Linked DNA regions of Urocitellus parryii: region 1 is linked to region 2. A link is a contact called in public Hi-C data. All regions are on one chromosome and are shown on one strand. Each heading gives the region's core, a stretch centred on a gene start, on an enhancer-like site or on the middle of the called end of the contact. The rest is flanking DNA. Distances are from core to core; before and after follow the strand shown. Region 1 holds the start of Spry2 (sprouty RTK signaling antagonist 2). Region 2 holds the start of Ndfip2 (Nedd4 family interacting protein 2).

Evidence for each region. Hi-C and Micro-C count contacts between places; a contact is called where the count stands out from the background.
Region 1: a contact with region 2 is called in a Hi-C map of muscle, with 6 times the contacts expected there. The contact joins the promoter of Spry2 here to the promoter of Ndfip2 in region 2. A contact is called at or near these places in 2 of 2 Hi-C or Micro-C datasets (liver and muscle).

The regions. Positions count from the first base shown.
Region 1 is chr2:71,940,480-71,944,258 of mUroPar1.hap1, reverse strand. Spry2 (sprouty RTK signaling antagonist 2) reads left to right here and starts at 1,493. Exons shown (of 2, transcript XM_026400265.2): 1 at 1,493-1,877.
Region 2 is chr2:71,253,713-71,257,351 of mUroPar1.hap1, reverse strand. Ndfip2 (Nedd4 family interacting protein 2) reads right to left here and starts at 1,792. Exons shown (of 8, transcript XM_026400263.2): 1 at 1,472-1,792. The coding sequence starts at 1,792.

The sequences.
Region 1 (3,779 bases), core at 244-2,743, 690 kb before region 2:
TAAAGTAAAAGCATTCTGTAAAATCTACAGAATACAACAGTAGGGGTGTGTGTGTACACGCGCGCTCGCGCGCGCGCCCCGTGCGTTTTAGTTTCCCACTAACGCGCAGGCACGTGGAGCAGCAGCTGGAGCAGTGCCTGTGTATTTTCTACTTATATATAATTTTTAAGTGTGGAAATTAAGTCCACCTTCAACGTGGACAAAGGAAGCTTCTTGAGAAATGTTCTAGGTGACAAAGAGTGGGAAATTAAAGCTGACTCTCCTGATTAAGCAGTGGAATAGTAAGCGTCCCCACCCTGCGCCCCATTTCGGGAGTCCATGATGTCGCCCTGAGTAATTATGTATTACTGAATTCATTTAAAAGGCTTCGGCTACTGCATCGAACAAACAACAACAACAAAAAGCTATCTATAAAAAGCCTCTATAGATAATTCCCCTTAAAAAGTAAAATTCAAATAAGCCAAGCCGAGAAACTACAAGTCGACACAATCAAAAGCAAATCCCAGCAAGAGCAGAAAAGATTTGAAACTCGAATCTGCATTCCGTTCCTCCCGTACAAGGCTCGGAGGTGGGGGAGGCGGTTTGTGCTGGTGCCTGGTGTATAATCGGGTTAATCCAGTAGACAAAGAATAAACCAATAGCCCTCCCACCTCACTTCCCGCTCCCCTTTCCCTCCCTCTTGTGCCCCCCCATCGCCCCCTAGGAGAGAGGGTACAGACTAGGCGAGAGGTAAACTTGAAGTGGATTCTGGATAAAGTCTTAAAGCCTGCAACTTGTTGTTTTTAATGGTAACACTGAATGGCCCCGATTAGTTTTAAATGTTCATTCCCCTTTCCTGGTAACAAGGAGAAAGTTCCATAAATCAACCCAAACCTATAGCTCGTCCACATGGCCCCTAGGGAAACCTTAAGGTCAGTGTTTCCTTGAAACTAGATAAACTGACCCCGCCGTGCCCAGTCCGGCCCCGCCGGCGCCCCGCGTGACGGAGCCGGGGCGGCAGGACTGGCCTGGGGACGCGCGGGGCGGCGCGGTTGCCCTTTTGAATGCCTCCTGCGGCTCGGAGCGCTGGCGGGCGCTGGAGTGTGAGTGAATGTAGCCCCGCGGAGCCAATGAGCTGGGACCGGATGCGATATATCCTCTGGGACAACAACTGCTCTGTTCCGCCTCGGATCCACATGACGCCATTTACTGCTGCCGCGGCCGCCGCAGAGCTCCCTGCCTCCTCCGGAAAGGCGAGGGCGCAGGCCAACGGCGAGCCCCCCCGGCCGGGCCCCAAGCCCTCCTCCTCTTCCTCCTCCTCCTCCTCCTCCTCCTCCTCCTCCTCCTCCTCCGCACCCACCGCCCCCGCCTCGGCCTCGCTGCCGCGCCTCCACAACGCCCAGTCTGCACTGCCGAGAGCTGCGCGCCGCAGCGCGAGCGGAGGAGAGGGGCCGGCGGAGCGCGCAGCGCCCAGGCCCCCGCGCCCGCCCGGCCCGGCTCCCGGCTCCGCGCCGCCTCCGTTCAGACGCGGACGGAGCCGCAAGACTTGGCGTTCTGGCTTTAGATTCTTTGTAAGGCCATTTCTTTTCTCATTCGCTAATCTGCCAGGAAAAGAGATTCGCTGTTGCCGCTTCGGCCTCTTGTTCATTGAGAAAAAGAGGAAATACTCCGCGTGCGCTTCTGGAAGGGGGGTCGTCTCCAGCCCCGAACTCCGGAGTGTTCGTCGGCGGGGGACTTGGCTCCGAATTTTTCCTCTCGATTTTTCTCCGCCGATTGCTCGGAAGTTGAACTGAAGCTGAGTGGCAAGAAGGGGAAAAGTTTGCGTCGGGGCTGGATTTATTTGCACATCGCTGAAAGAAAACCCAAGGGAGAGGGGTTGGTGCAAAGCCGCGATTACGGTGAGGCGCGTTTGGCTCTTCTTGGAGCCGTGGCCGGCAGTGCGTTGTGGGCAACATGGAGTAGGTGCAGTCGGGCGGGAGTGGGGGTCCGTCTCTCCCCTAATCCCGCAGGGTTTCCGCGAGGATCCAGGGAGTTGACCGCCGATCTACCTCTCCCAGGGTACGGGCTCGGCCTGCCTTGGCGGGGCTGCAATGTGCGCCAGTGCAGCGTCCCACGACCTCGCGCACCCGCACTCTAGGGGGTTTGGAGCAGAGGACGGCTCGCCTGAATTCTGCTCCCAGCCCAGCTTGGGCTACGAATCGGCGCTGAGAGCGGGAGACCCAGGGGAAACACTTTTGTGTTTCCCAGGTCGCTTTTGCTGGCGCTCTCGTTTCTAACCTGTTCCTCCTGAATGGAAGGCAAAGTTCTTTCGGGGCGAGCGTACCCAGAGGCGGGGGCCCCGGTGGAGCAGGGTGGCTGGATTGCTAACCTCACTGGAGCCGGAGACCCTTCGAGTGAAAAAAGGCCAGTGTGCCGGGCGGGAGGAGCCCCCTCCTCTGCCCGGTGTGGCCAGAGTCTAGCCCAGTGCGGGTGGGAACTTAGCCCAGCCTGGCGCCAGGTCTCTGCGGTTCGGAAATGCAGCTTTCTCTTTTTTCCGTTCTTGGTCGGCCTAGGTCATGCTTTTTATTTTTTATTTTTGGACGCCTGTTCTGACCCAGCACAGGAAGGAAGTCATCAAGTGGTCGCGATTGTTTTCCATTACCTGAAAGTAGGTGGCAAAAGAGGATAGTTTTTTTAATGCCTTTTTTGGGGGGGAGGGGGGTTCGCCCCTTCTGTCTTGTTGCTGTTATTTTTAATTTGAATCTTGTGCGTTTTTTACAAAGCGGTTTCTGTGTTGGTTTGCCCCACCCTAGTGCTGAAGTCCTTTCCTCCTAATCCTCAGTCTGATCACACACTGGTCTTAATGGGGGTTTCAAAGCACTTTCAAAGGGGAGGGAGGAACTGAGAGAGTGCGGTGGGGTGGGGGCTATTAAGAAGGAGGCCAGGGATCGGCAGAAATCATTTTTCTCCTTTCAAAGATGCTACTTTTCATTGCAAGCCAGTCTGTGCTGAAAGTTTTCAACCCAGGGATCTGGGTCCAGCAATCCTGGCGTGTGCAGTGGAGCTCTGGAAACAGCCTTTTTTTTTTTTTCCACTTTAAGAAATAACATGTTGGGTTTTTTCTCAATCTTAAAGGACATAGGCGTGTGCAGATTACAGGCAGTGTTCACTCCGGTCAGTGCACCATGGAGTCGCTGTGCGCGCGGGGTTGAGCTGTGTCCGGACTGTGAGGCCGGGCTTTATTCCTCCGGACATCAGGTTTGGAAACCTGTGCGGGACATTGGAGGGCCTTTACCGAAACGCCGTCTGGTCTGCTGCGTGACCTTTGCGGGGTGGGGGCGTTGAGGTTGGCTCCCTCTTGGGGCTGGAAGATAGAGTTCCTGAGTTGCGGCGGGAGGGGGTGGTGATTTTTGCTGGGGAGGGGAGGGCGGGGGAAGTGTGCTAGTGCGTTTCACAGCACGTCCCCTTAGGAGGCGCCGCCGCCCCCTCCTGTCTTTGCGTCTCTGGATTGTAAGGGGTGGGGGGGCAGCCTGGCCCCTGGACAGCGTCAGTTCGCCTGGAGAAAAGTCCCCCGGGGTTTTGGCTGTGTCCCACCTGCTGGGGACGGTGTTGGGGCGCAGATCGAACCGATAAAGGGAGTGAAAGCAGAGCAGCGTTGTCTGGTCTGCCATTCTGTTGAAGGTGAGGAGATCCGGTTACCAGCTCTGCCTTGTTCTGAATTAAGAAGGCGTTTGTCACCTGCCTTGTTCGCTGTGGCTTTCCTCTAAAAAGCAGAGACTGGATGAAGGTCCACTTTTACCTGTTTTACTTTCTATTTTCAT
Region 2 (3,639 bases), core at 543-3,042:
GAATTTAAATCACTTCATACCATTAAGAAAAACAAACAGAACAGAAAGATAAGAAAAATGAAAAAGGTACCACTGCTAATATTATTCCAACATTTATCTATTGCATTTTACTTTTGCTAATGTTTACAAAAATAAGTAATTTACTTTAGAAAAAGTAAAACCACCAAAAGTGTATACACTGACAAATTGAAAGACACCCTCTATTCTAGCACCAGTATTTCCCAAATCATTTCGGAAATACTGATAAATTTCCAGAAATTTCTTAACTTGATTTATTTGTAGGTTTTACAGGAGGTAGACAGGAGTTGACAACTGAAATACAGTGAGTTCTTCCGTAGAAAAATGAAAAATTACATACCTTGAGATGTCATCTTTCAGTACTCTTCATGTGTCAAGATGCATTTATTAATAGAAATTCTTAATTCACAATAATATGCAAATTATTTAAAAAAATGAATGAAATAATGGAATTAACTAATCTACATTTGTAAAATTTTATAATCTATAAACTGCATCATTACCAATAGGTATTAACATTTTTCTCCTTTTCCTCAGTAAACAGGTTTAAACTAAATTATCATCTCAAAGTTTATAGACTAACATGCTACCAAGCTGCAACAGAACTGTCATTTATTATTGAGTACACTTTTAAATAAGATTTACAATAAAAATTTCCAATGACATCATCAGAATTAATATACAAAGGAAAAATACAGGAAAACTGACAAAAAGTAACAAACAACACATTTCACACATTTAAAGTAACAGAGATTTATATAGTTGAAACCGCAAAACCTTGTGTTTAGTGAAAATCAATTTTTCAAACAAGATCAGAATTTTTTCAAATAAAACATTTCTGCTCCTTGTACCCCTCCTCCAAAAAAATGCATGTGGAAATGAAGGGGGGGAATGAATATAATCACTTTTAATAACTAACTTAATGGGAAAGGACAAAATGACAAGGTTAACGAGAGCAGGCAAGGCCAGCACTAAAGCTATTCTCCACAGTTCCACAATTCCTAACCCGCAATTTTACCAAATCTGCAGCCAACCTAGTACATAGTACTTACACCTCCCCCACCCACCCCATTTATGACGGCGACCACCTTCCTGGCAGGTATGTGAACTTAGCTGCTTCCAGATGAAAATCGCCTGGGCAGTCTCGGGAGAGACTGAGACAGGGAATAAGGAGAAATAAATGAGTTCTACGGTGTCGGTGGGAAGATTGTCTTACAGGGTGGAATATGTTGCGGATGAGGGGACCAAGAGGAGACATGGAACAAGAGGGAAGGGTCTTGAGTAGAGTCACAAGCAGAAATCCAACTGAAGAGGTGTGAGGGAAAAAGCCCAAGCCAGCGGTCCAAAATAATAATAATTAACTAGAACGTCCTCCCGAAGAATAACCTGAGGAAAGGGATTCAGGGGCCACAGTGGGCGTCAGTCCCGAGGTCCCAGGAGGCCGGGAACTCACCACCTGGTAGCGGCCAGTCCCCAGCTGGTGATGATCCATCCTGCCCGGCTCGGGATCCGGCTTCCGAGCGGACAAGTCCCCTCCGCGCTCAGCTCCCTCGGCCTCCCCCGTCGTCGACGTCGTTGCCGCAGCGCCGCTTCCGCCTGGGTTTCTGCCGCCGCGGTCGCCCGGCGGGGACGCTTCACTTCCTGTAGCTCCCGCAGTAGCCGCGGAGATCTCCGCGTCGCGCGCGGTTCGCTGGAGAAGCTCCGGGGCGTCGCGTGCGTTACTGAGCATGCTCGGGACGGTCGCGCATGCTCGCTGGCTCCTCCGGTGTTCCATCCGCTCTGTGGCTCAGAGGGTACGGCTGGGTGGGAGGAGATGGGAAAATAGGGGAAGTTCAGGGAAGCAGTGTAGGTTGTCAGTCTGTCGGGAGTGGGAGGTGACAAAAGGAACTGGGAAAGAAAAAAAAAAAATCCGACGTCCTTGATTGGATTTTTCTGTGTACACGGGTTTTGCGCAGGAACGAGCAAGTGCACTGCAGAGCGGCGGATATCGCGAGGAAAGAGGACGCGTTCTTACAACACCTGAGGGCCGTTTCCTGTTGTTATTCATCCAGCCTTAGGACACTGCAAGGCAATCCATCTCCAGGGCATTCCTAAAACGGTCGTTCAGCTTCATCATGGAGTCAGACTTGGTGGCGACGCCTGTAATCCTAGCAACTCCAGAGGCTGCGATAGGAGAATTGCAATTTCAAGGCCAACCTCAGCAACTTAGCAAGACTTACCCTGTCTCAAATTTTTAAAAAATTAAAAAGACTGGCAAAGTAGCTCAATATTAAAGCATTCCTGGGTTCAATCCTTAGTACAAAAAAAAAGTTTTTTTAAAAGATTATTTTTAGAGCAACTTAGGTTCACAATAAAATTTAAAGAAAAGCATAGTGATATCTTATATACCTCTTGTACCCACTACAAAGCCTGCCGCACTAGGGCAAAATGTTATTAACGCTGAACATTTGTTACAATTGATGAACCCATATTGACACACCATTATCACCCAAAGTCCATAGTTTGCATAAAGGTTTTCATTTTGGGTGGTGTACTTTCTAGGGGTTTGAATAAATGTGTAATAGCCACTATAGTATCATAGAAAATACTTTCACTGCCTTAAAATTCTGTGTGGAATACTTGTTTAAATCCTTTTTTTTTTTTTTTTTTGTTCTTGGTAGTAAGGAATACACAGACATATTCATATATCTCTCAAGGAAACAGGCCTCTAGCGTTTTGGGGTTATGAGTGAGAAGGAGAAAAGAAAATAATGAAATAAGGTAGGAAATTTTGTGGTTATTATCAATAATTCCTAGGAATTTAACTGTAAGGAATTACTCTGGACTATTATAATAATACTCTGTTAGTGTCTGATTAAGCACAGATGATATATGCATCTCTCACCCGGAACACAAAGCATGTTTCTCTAGCAAGTAGAAGAGTCTAATGGAGCAGCAAAAAGTACTTTTTAATCCAAAGGCCTGCTTTTTGTACCCTGTAAACTAAATAATATGTGATCCCACATGATCAGGCCCAGCTATCTTTTAAGATAATTGAACCCTTTCATCCTAAGTGATATTATAGAAGAGCCTATTAAGAAGAGGATAGAGAAGTGTCTGGAACAGCACTCACTTTACTTTCCTCATGAATAAGAGGAGATTCCTGGAAGGTCAATGGATGAGCCTAACCAACTTGTTTAAATATCATGATACAATAAAGAGGGAAATTCACTGAAATATCATCAGCTAAAAAGTTTAAGCCTTCCTGATAGCTTTTTCCCCCAAAGAATTCATCAGCTCTACCTGGTTTTGCTATGTTGACACATCTGGTAGTCAAGAGCATTACTAAGATAACAGTAATGAAAGGCAATGATATCATTCTTAAAACTTGCTTTGTAATAATCTACTGTAATATATTTTAGAATCTAAGACAACAAGTATGACATTTTATTGAAATCATTGACATAAGTACTCACACTCACATTATCAACCCAATTGGAATTGTCTATCAGTGATCAAAACAGCCAATGGTAGCAAAATAAAATTAGATTCCTACTCATTTATGTTTGATCAGGCTGATGTAGTAAGTGCTGAAATTATGTAGAATTAAGTTTTATATGTGCTTGTGTTCTCATTGACCTTT